2 separate regions of the Sus scrofa genome follow, and region 1 is linked to region 2. The links are chromatin contacts, called in public Hi-C maps. All regions are on one chromosome and are shown on one strand. Each heading gives the region's core, a stretch centred on a gene start, on an enhancer-like site or on the middle of the called end of the contact. The rest is flanking DNA. Distances are from core to core; before and after follow the strand shown.

Region 1 (5,630 bases), core at 2,915-5,414, 84 kb before region 2:
CCCCTAAGGGGATAATTATGGTCTAGCAGAGTTAGGTGGATGTGAGCCCAGGCCCCTTTTAAGAAGATAATTATGGTGTAGTAGAATTAGGTCTTCTGCTCTAGATTGGACTAAAACTTTGGGTAAGCCTTCCACCCCCTTTGCTTCAGACAGAATTAATTCAGCCTCCTCCCTCTTATCATGGAACCTTATCCTTACTTCCCTGAAGAACTGATCACATGAGATCAGGGCCAGGGTCAAGCTTCCTAACCAGATACTTGGAGGTTGGGAACTAAGTTTGAGTCATCCTTCTATCTCAAATGAACTCATTCATTCCACCCTACACCTCTGAGAACAGATAACCAGGAAAAAAAAAATTTAAGGGGAAAAGCTTTTGGGTAGCTCAGAGAAAAGAGCATTTAAAAAGGTATCGGTGTCTTGACTTATATTTAAGACTTAAATAAGACTTATATATAAGTCTTATACATAAGACTTAAATAAGACTTATACATAAGTCTTATAAATAAGACTTAAATAAGACATATATAAGTCTTATACATAAGACTTAAATAAGACTTATACATAAGTCTTATAAATAAGACTTAAATAAGACTTATATTTAAGTCTTAAATATAAGTCTTGTCTTATATTTAAGACACCATCAAACTCCTGGAAGAGAACATAGGCAAAACATTCTCTGACATCAACCTTATGAATATTTTCTCAAGTCATTCTCCCAAAGCAACAGAAATAAGAGCAAAAATAAACCAGTGGGACCTCATCAAACTGACAAGCTTTTGCACAGCAAAGGAAACCAAAAAGAAAACAAAAGGACAACTTACAGAATGGGAGAAAATAGTTTCAAATGATGCAACTGACAAGGGCTTAATCTCTAGAATATACAAGCAACTTATACAACTCAACAGCAAAAAAGCCAACAACCCAACTGAAAAATGGGCAAAAGACCTGAATAGACATTTTTCCAAAGAAGATATGCAGATAGCCAACAAGCACATGAAAAAATGCTCAACATCACTGATTATTAGAGAAATGCAAATCAAAACTACCACGAGATACCACCTCACACCAGTCAGAATGGCCATCATTAATAAGTCCACAAATAACAAATGCTGGAGGCGGTTGGAGAAAAGGGAACCCTCCTGCACTGTTGGTGGGAATGTAAGCTGGTACAACCACTCTGGAGAACAGTATGGAGGTACCTTAGAATCTATACATAGAACTACCATATGACCCAGAAGTCCCACTCTTGGGCATATATCTGAACAAAACTTTCCTTAAAAAAGACACATGCACCCACATGTTCTTTGCAGCTCTATTCACAGTAGCCAAGACATGGAAACAACCCAAATGTCCACTGACAGACAACTGGATTAGGAAGATGTGGTATATATGCACAATGGACTACCACTCAGCCATAAAAAAATGAAATAATGCCATTTGCAGAAACATGGATGGAACTAGAGACTCTCATACTGAGTGAAGTAAGTCAGAAAGAGAAAGACAAATACCATATGATATCACTTATATCTGGAATCTAATATATGGCACAAATGAAACTTTCCACAGAAAAGAAATTCATGGCCTTGGAGAATAGACTTGTGGTTGCCAAGTGGGAGAGGGATGGAGTGGGGTGGTTGGGGAGCTTGGGGTTAATAGCTACAAACTATTGCCTTTGGAATGGATTAGCAACAAGATCCACTGTGTAGCACTAGGAACTATGTCTAGTACTTATGATGGAGCATGATAATGTGAGAAAATAGAATGTGTACATGTATGTGTAACTGGGTCACCATGCTGTACAGTAGAAGAAATTTGTATTGGGGAAATAACAATTAAAAATAATAATAATAATTAAAAAAAAAAGGTATCGGAGAGTTCCCATTGTGGCTCAGCAAAAAATAAACCCAACTAGTATCCATGAGGATGCGGGTTTGATCACTGGCCTAGCTTGGTGGGTTAAGAATCTGGAATTGCCATGAGCTCTGGTGTAGGTTGCAGCCTCAGCTTGGATCTTGGGACCCGGCATTGCTGTGGCTGAGATGTAGGCCAGCAGTTGCAGCTCCAATTCCATCCCTAGCCTGGGAACTTCCTTATGCCGTGGGTGTGGCCCTTAAAAAAAAAAAAAAGAATTGGAAAACAAGATCCTACCATATAGCACAGGGTACTATATTCAATGATCTGTGATAAACCATAATGGAAAAGAATAGGAAGAAGAATATTTATAAATATGAATATATACAACATATGAGGAATTTTTGTTGTACCGCAGAAATTAACACAATATTATAAATCAACTATACTTCAGTAAAATTAAATTTAAAAAAAAAATTTAAGTTCCCAGCGCTGGCTCTTTACACCTCAGACATTGTTTCCTCACCATACTTGTAAAATGGAAAGTCACTCGAGCTCCACTCATCTTCCTGAGTGAGTATAGAGGCCAAAAGTGATGATCAACAGGACAGGACAGCGTCCTGGAAATGTCTCCACCTCATTCCCACCTGTGGGAAAGCATCGCCTCATTAAATGTCAGCCTCAGAGAGTGGATGTTGCAGTGGAATTCCTTTCCAGCCTCTGAGTGCCTTCACTTAGCAAAAAAAAAAAAAAAAACAGAAATGACAGAAAGACTGTGTGACCCAGGCCAGAGGCCTCCTCTGCTCTGGTCTCTGAGAAGTTCCCTGGCCTGTGAACCAGAGGATTGGGTGGCAGGCCTGCCCTGGGCCGTGGCTCTGTGACGACCCTTCCTAGGAATGCAAGCCCGGCCCCTGCCAGCCCTGCAGAGGGCTCCTGCTGAGGGAGGCCCGTCTTCTCCCTTCCTCCATTTGCAGTCACTATTTATTTATCTTTGGAAGTTGAAGGAACCAGAGCCTGCAACTGGGACAGACCTGTGGAGCCAGAAGGAGCCAGTGTCTGGGCCTGGCATCTGCCGCTCATGTGAGGGAAAGAAGCCATTCCCAGCAAAGGGGGTGGGGGACCCAGCTGATATGCCACTGTACTAGGAAAGGTGCCACATACACCAGCAGAGCCAAGGGCACACAAAGACGGTGACGGTCACTACAGTGGCCGATTCGGTGGCCCAGCGAAGGATGGGAAAAGGAGCTCTGCCCAGGAACCCCTCAACCCTGGTAGCCTCATCTCCACAGCAAAGGTGCCATTTCTACTCCTCACCCCCAGCCTGCATCTCCCTGCAAGTGTCAGAAAAGGCAGCCTCTGTGGGAAGACAAGAAGCAGACACATTGGGCCACACTTCATTTGTCCCTCTGTCCCAGCTTGTGTTTCAGTCTATCTGGGAATCAAGGTGATTTTCAAACCCATCTGAGTGCCCTCCCACCACCACCGCTAACCAGTTTTCAGGCAACAACTTGCATTCACAAACTAGGGGGCAGGCAGGGCCCCACTTTGACCCCCAAGATTCTACCCCCCCCATGTGTCCTTAGAGCTGCCTAGAAAGGGCCCTCCTGACTGGGTACAGTGCTTTTTCCACTCCCAGCACACACCCCTGCTTTTCCCTTCTCCATCCCCCCCATTCCCACTGTTCCCCCAAACACACACGTGGATGTGGAAAAGGTAGGCGGTGGCAGATCTAGCCTGTCTGCCTTGGCCTTTGACCCCTCCTAGGCAGAAAGACATGCACCCCCCACTGGGCGAGGTCAGCCAGCAGCAAGGAGGGTCTGAGCCTCCTAAGACTTGGCTACGATCCTGCAGTGAGTGCCGGCCTCCAGACTGGCCCATCAGGTCAGGGGTCAAGGGAAGCCGAGCCTCAGCAACCCCAGAGCAGTGAACAAAGTTAAACCAAAACATGGACATCTCTGGCCAAGCCCGCAGGTCAACGAAAGTCCCAGAGATATGGGGTGCAGGCTGGACAGGAATGAGTGAGGGAAGATTTTGTGAAAAGTGACGGCGGTTGGCTTTGAGGTCGGAGATGGGTTGTCAGGAGGAAGATTCCTGCCTCAGGGGAGAGGGGCGGGAGTGAGAAAAAGTCTACATTCAAGGCGGGTGCAGGGAACTTGCGGGGCCTCAAGCCGGCTGGCCCGCTCAGGCTCCGAGGAGGGCAGAGGCCTGGCTGCGTATCGGGAGGCGCTAGGGCCTCGCGGACGGACGAGCTGGCGAGGGGAGGGCGCCCGCTCGGGAGGGAGGGAGGGGGCTGGCGGCGGCGGGAGCGGCGCCGCGCCGAGCTGCCTCCATCCATGGCACGGAGCGGCGGCGGCGGCGGCGGCGGCGGCGGCGGCAGGAGCCCGGCGCGATCCGCTAGGTCCCAGCCCCGCGCAGAGCGAGCAAGCGCCGCGGAGGGGTCCGGCCTCAACCGGCCCGGGAGAACCGCGCAGAGACTCGGGCCGCGACGCCTGGGGCCGCCCGCGCCGCGCTGACAGCCGCGCCCGCGTCCTCCCCGCCGGGGCGCTCGCCGGACATGCCCCCGGGGCGCGGCGGCGGGGACCCCGGGGCTTGCCTCCGCCCAGGGCCCCCCGCCCCGCCCTCGGGCGCCCCGGGCCCCCGCTGAGCACGCCTCCCGCACTCTCGGATCCCTCTGGCCGGCGCGCAGACGGGCCCCAGCGCTGTCGGTCCCCGCGGGGCGATGGGCTGATGGGCACCGCGGGACGCAGGATGCGGGCGGCGCCCGCGCGCCTGCTGCTGCAGCTGCTACCCTGGCTGCTGCTCTTGGTGCCCGGGACCTGGGGCGCGCCCGGCTGCCCGGTCCCCATCCGCAGCTGCAAGTGCTCGGGGGAGCGGCCCAAGGGGCTAAGCGGCGGCTCATCCAACCCGGCACGCAGGAGGGTGGTGTGCGGCGGCGGGGACCTCCCGGAGCCTCCGGAGCCCGGCCTTCTGCCTAACAGCACCGTTACCCTGTGAGTACCAAACTCGGCCAGCCCAGCCCGATCCCCGACGAGGGGACGAAAGGAAACCAGACGGGAGGGGTGAGAAATGGGGGACCGAGAGGATGCCAACACTTCAGAGACTCTAGGACAGGCCTGGTCCAGAAGAAGAAAAGGGAGGCTTGGAGAAGCAGGGGGAAAATTAGAGCTCCAGGGGTGTCGAATGAGGAAGGAGCATGGCGTGGAGTGGGGGTGGGGGCGTCCCAAAGAGAGGCAAGGCGGACGCCCACTCACCTGCACAGGTGAAGGGGAATGCGCGCTGGCGGGACGCCCACGCCCCTTGAGTTTCCAGCCGGGGCTGGTGTTGCGGACTTCGGGGACCTGAAGTGGGCAGGCTCGGGGAAGGCTCAGGGAAGCTCGACGCCTGCGGCCCAGTAGGTGGTTGTGGTCTTTACCACCGCGGACGCGTCCCTGGCGGCACGCCGATTCACTCCGCGGGCCTGGCTCCTCCAGTTGGGGGCGCCCCATTCGACCCTGAAGCCTGCCAGCCCCGCTTGCAGATCTTCTCTCTAGCGCAGGCGGGAGGGTGGGCTCGGAAAAAGTCTGTCCTCGGGGTGCAGGCGCTTCTGGGGTGAACAAGACCCCAGCGTCCCGATTCTTCTCGGGCCCCTCTCCCGCCCGCGCGCATCTGTGAAGTGAGCTCTGTTTTGGGTCCTGCATCCGTCCCTCTTCTTTCCCTCCCCGGATATAACACGAGCTTTGGCTGTTTCTCGATTGACTTCTTCGCGTAGGGATTGCGAAGACAGAAACCTGGCTGAGGTC
Region 2 (5,253 bases), core at 1,368-3,867:
TTGAGTACACAAGTGATGTACCAGGACATCAAACAGGCTTAGTTTAACTGGATTCCCCCAGCACCCCGGGAAGTCCCAGGAAGTGATAATGGAAAGCTTGCAGTTTCATCTACTGCTGGAGGAGCAAAGAAGGCTTCCTCTACAATTATAAAAAAAAAAAAAATCAGCTAAGCACCATTTTCCTACAGGTTGATACTGTGACTCAGTAGCCATAAGCTCATATACTAGAGACAGGAGTAACCATCTTTATATCAGAGAGGATGAGAAAAATGAAGAAGCAGAGACAGAACCCTTCCTGAAACAGGGAAGGAACTTGGAGGTTTTCATTTCTCTCAAATCAGCAATAGAACCTTTTGAATCTCTACAAGGGGCTCCATTAATCCAGGAACATCTTATAAACATCAATTAAGTCTGGCCACAGCTCCATTTATATAAGTAGGGAAACTTGGGTGTTTAGAGACAGAGCAGCCTGAAGCTCAGCAATGAGTCAGGGCCAGAGTGGGCACTAGCCCCAGAAACTTGGAATCCCCATCTCTGGCAGGGAGATGCGATCTATCTTTCAAGGGACTTAAACGTTCACATGAGAAACAGATGGCAGAGACCAACAAGAATATCCACACATCCTGGGATGGGACAAGACAAAGGGCAGCCTACAGCACCTAGTTGAAGCTGGAAAAGAAGCCAGTCCAAGGCCCCCAAATGTCATTTAAGCAAACAGAAAATGAGCACTGCTCCAGCCCCTGCTCGGCAGGCAGAGGCTGCTGCTCACCTAATGGCATGTAAGTTGATGCCATAAAGATACCCCATCCATCCTCATCTCAAGGCCCTCTATTTTTATCTGATTTGAGTTCAGAAATGCCTGTTCATCGTTGACCAGATAAGGAAAGCAGGTATTATGTGCACAAGCACCAGACAGAAAAAGGGCTCTGGTAATTTCAAATCCTCTGGCTTTTCTGTCTCCTTCATGAGGGAAAGTTAAAAATACTGTTTATATCTAAAATGCACAATGTGAATCAGAATGCCTCATAAACTGTAGGGGTTAGGTGGTAACATAACTGCACATTTAAAGGCCAGCAAAGTAACCAGGTTAAGCTAAGAAAGCGTGGCTAGGTTCTGGTATTTTAGATGAGCATAATCAAATGTTCCATTCCAAACACCGGTGAAAGAAACAAACAAATGGGTAACAGTCTGCAACCAACAGGGTTTTCCCCCCGCTTTCCCTGCTGGAGGGTGATTCATGAAAACAGAAGTCCTGATGGGGGTAGGGGGGGAGCTACGGGGGAGCAGTCATTCCCACTCCCACCCCCCACCCCCGTAGGACCAGAGAGAACCTGAGAAACTCCAGCGAGAAACAATGCCTACTCCCAGTTACTTGGCCAAGGGCAGGCCCTGGCTCCAGCCATCACTGGGAAATCCTTACTAATTTGGGGGCCAGGGCAAAATGGGTCAATATTTTTCGGTCTGAAAGTTAAACCAAACCGTTGTAGCATTCTTGGAGGAGGCGAGGGAGGGGCAAATTCTCTAGACCAACCCCTGACCCGGTGGTGAGGTGGGGCGGGGGTGGGGGTGGGGGACAGCCCTCCCAGGGCAGTCCTCATTCCCCAGCCTCCACCGCCACCCACCCGCATCGCAATGCCCCAACTCGGTCCCTGGGGGATCCTCTAGTGTCTGTGGGTTTCACTGCTCCAGTTAGCCCTTCCAGCGTCCTGGCCCAGCCATTTCCAGCTCAGTGTCCGGTACAATGAAATACCCAGGAGGCTTTCCACGGAATCCAAGGCGTATATCAAATATACACGCTACTCAACTAATAAGACAAGTTCGTCAGCCCACTGCTAGTTTCAATTCATCAAAAATTCATTAAGTGATTACGAAGTTCCAGGCGCTGAGCGCCCTCCTGCAGATTAAAAAACGCGGCAGGTACCTCCACCTCCGTTTTCAAAGAACCCACGTACTGGGAGAGCTGGGGCGGGACAGCCCAAGAAGAAGCTGAAGTGAGAATACTATTACTGGCCGAGGGGATCCCTCCCGAGAGGCCTCGTTCCGTCAGTCCCCTGGGGGGAGGTGGTGGGGGGACGGGGACACACTCTAAAAGGGTCTCACCGCCCAGGCCAAGCGTCCTCCCCGGCCTGCCCCGCTCCGGGTCCTCGCCCCCGCACTCACTGGGTCTTTCTGCGGCCCTGGTCCCGGTGCAGCTCCCGCAGGTCCACCTCGGCGCGGCCCAGGAACTTGTCGAGGCCGAGCAGCGCGCGGTGCAGCACGGTGAGCTGCAGGGTGGTGGCGGCGGCTGGCACAGCCTCGGCCGACAGCAGCGGCGGCAGCTCGAAGGTGGCCTCCTCCCGCCACACGGGCGCGCCCAAACTGCGTTCGGACACTGAGGTGGCGTACTTCTCCTTGCCCACCTGGATCACCGCGTACGCGTCGCTCGTGCCCCCGGGGCCCTTGGCCCGAAGACCCCGCGCCTGCAACACCGTCACCTGCACGTGCGTTGGGGACCATACGGGCCCTCGGCCCTTGCCCGCCGAGGCCGCCAAGGACATGGTGACGGCTGTGCGATCCAACCGAAAGTGAGAAGATAGCCGCGACGCGCGGCTTCCACAGCCTGCCCAGCCGCCCCGACCTCTTTAAGGCTTCCGGCCACGCCCCCTCCTGGACACGCCCCCTCCACCCGCCCCCACCTGCCGGGCGGGCCCGCCTCCGTCGCGTACGCGAAGCTAGGCTCTAGGGGCCCGGGTGGGGCTAGCGCTTAGTGGGCGGGGGCGGGGCTTGGAGAATTCCGGTCTGAGAGTTGGTAGGTGAGAGTTGGGGTCTTACTTGCCAAAGGTCGCATGGCTCAACCGGAACGGAACTGACCGAAGCAGAGACTGGGAATGAGACCTCATTTCCAATCTGGCCTCGTCCAAGTGGCAGGTGTGTGGCTTTGCACAGATTACTTAAAGCCTTGGAGTCTCAGTTTCTTTGTATGTAAAATGAGATAACAACCACCTCGTAGAATTGTTGCCAAAAAAATGTCACCTGGCCCAGGGCGAGTTCTCAGTAGAGGGTAGCTATGAAGGTGATAATGAATGCGATTCCGAATTCACTGCTCTTTCTACTTTGGTCGCTGGGGAAGTTACTCTGGAGGAAAGTGGGTCCAGGGATGGTGCCAGGTGGGTGGCTAAGGAGGAGGATTTTTGATGGCTACCTCAAAAGGGGAAGGTAAAGGAAGGGAGCACTTGAGGTGGTGTGGGAGTGTTCTATTTTGCCGCGCCTTCACCAAAAAAGGTGAAGCCAAGAGGAGGGAAGTCAGAGAAGGGAAGGAAAGGAGGAACTGAACGGGATTGCCAAATGGACCTCGGGAGCAGAGGCCCTTCTCCCGCAGTTCCCTCTTTCTCAGGTCTGGACCCTCTGCAGTCTCTCTTCACCCTCTGGGCTCCCAGTCAGGCACCTCCTTGTTCCCAGGGTCCATTGGATGGGCGATGCCCTTCATTTCCTGTATCCTACTTCAAAGGTTCAAATATTGATCAACAGATTGCAGAGGTCACTTTGAAGGGTTTTAGGTTTTACAGTTAAGGAGAGTCCTGGAGCAGATAAGTGATTCGTTCAAGGCTCTACAACAGAGCCAGGACTAGAACCCAGGTGTTCTGACTCCCATGCAGTCTTTCTATTGCATCCTTTGATTCTTCCAGATCCTCAGAGCTCCAGTCTCGGGTTGCTGTCAGTTTCCCGCCAGATCTCTAGATTCCTCTCCCTCCAAGCCACACTACACACAGCCTGCTCCAAATCCTACCATGGTGCCTCCCCACCAACCGCATTAACTTCAGTCTTGAAAGAGATTCAAGGCATTCCTGTCTGGGGCCCACTCTGACTCACTTCTCTATCTCCTAGACAAACTATAGCACTGATAATCTGTCCCATCTGTCCCACGGCTGCCCTGCCCACCTTTGCCAACCCACGTCCTACCCCCTGCAAGGCTTTACTCAGATTTCTCCAAGGTTTGGCTTCCCATAGCCCTCTTCAGGGCAGAACCACGTGCTGACTTGTCTCCTCCAGAGCCCCTGACACAAACCTGGACACACAGTAGGTACTGAAGAAGTGCTATGGAATTGAAGAGTTGGCAGGTTATCCCACACTACCATAAGTACATAGTGTTTCTTTTACATCAGATATTAGAAGACTAAAAAAAAAATTTATTTTTTAGATCTTTTTTTAGGGCCTCACCTGCAGCATATGGAAGTTCCCGGCTAGGGGTTGAATCAGAGCTGTAGCTGCCAGCCTACAACACAGCCACAGCAATGCCAGATCCAAGCCACATTTGTAACCTATGCCACAGCTCACGGAAATGCTGGATCCTTAACCCCCTGAGCGAGGCCAGGTAACAAAACCACATCCTCATGAATACTAGTCGGGTTCTTAACCCACTGAGCCACAACAGGAACTCCAAAAAAAAAAAAAAATTTAAGAAATTAGAAAATAGGGAGTTCCCATAGTGGCTCAGCAGTTAACGAATCTGACTAGTAACCATGAGGTTGCAGATTTGATCACTGGCCTCACTCAGTGGGTTGAGGATCCAGTGTTGCCACAAGCTGTGGTGTAGGTCACAGACAAGACTTGGATCCTGAGTTGCTGTGGCTGTGGCCGTGGTGTAGGCCGGAGGCTACAGTTCCGATTGGACCCCCAGCCTGGGAAACTCCACATGCCGCAAGAACGGCCCTAAAAACCAAAAAGAAAAGAAAAAAATTAGAAAATAGACATTATGCCCCAGGTTTGCAGCTGAGGGGTGCTGCAGTGCCGGAAAGACCTATTTAGTACGTTGTAAATATTTAACGGTGATGGGAAGGGGAAAGGAAAGGAGGCAGCAGACATGTAAGTGGCAGGAAAAGCCTAGCAGAACCCTGTTGTTTTGGTACCAATTCCCCTGCTTGACCATCTGTTAACCTCATCCAACCTCATGGCTCCATTCATTACCATGAAGATTTATTGAGAACTTAGCTGGCCCAGTGTGTGCCAGATGCTACAAACAGAGGGCACAAAGCCTTCTGAATGAGACCCAGTTGCAAGAGCACACCTCCCAAATGCTATAAATGAAGTCCTGTATCTGTAAAATGCTGTGGGTGTTTTAAGAGCAATTTCTCTAGCAGGTGGATTTGTAAGAAGGAAGTGGCATTGAGCTGGGCCCTAAAGGAGCCAGACATGACAGGCAGAGAAGAGGACATGGAGAAAGAGCATTTCAGGAGACAACAGCCAAAGCAAGGATGTAGGGGCCAGAGAGCTCAT

What was found. Hi-C and Micro-C count contacts between places; a contact is called where the count stands out from the background.
Region 1: a contact with region 2 is called in a Hi-C map of epiblast stem cells, with 1.7 times the contacts expected there. The contact joins the promoter of ADGRA2 here to the promoter of RAB11FIP1 in region 2. A contact is called at or near these places in 1 of 5 promoter capture datasets (fetal liver), 17 of 47 Hi-C or Micro-C datasets (adipose tissue, blood, embryonic fibroblasts and 9 more) and 1 of 2 datasets of contacts at active chromatin or transcription factors (skeletal muscle).

What each region holds. Positions count from the first base shown.
Region 1 is chr15:48,609,568-48,615,197 of Sscrofa11.1, reverse strand. It overlaps ADGRA2 (adhesion G protein-coupled receptor A2), which reads left to right and starts at 4,164. Exons shown (of 20, transcript XM_003133366.4): 1 at 4,164-4,841. The coding sequence starts at 4,579.
Region 2 is chr15:48,524,747-48,529,999 of Sscrofa11.1, reverse strand. It overlaps RAB11FIP1 (rab11 family-interacting protein 1), which reads right to left and starts at 2,617. Exons shown (of 5, transcript XM_021076260.1): 1 at 2,161-2,617. The coding sequence starts at 2,537.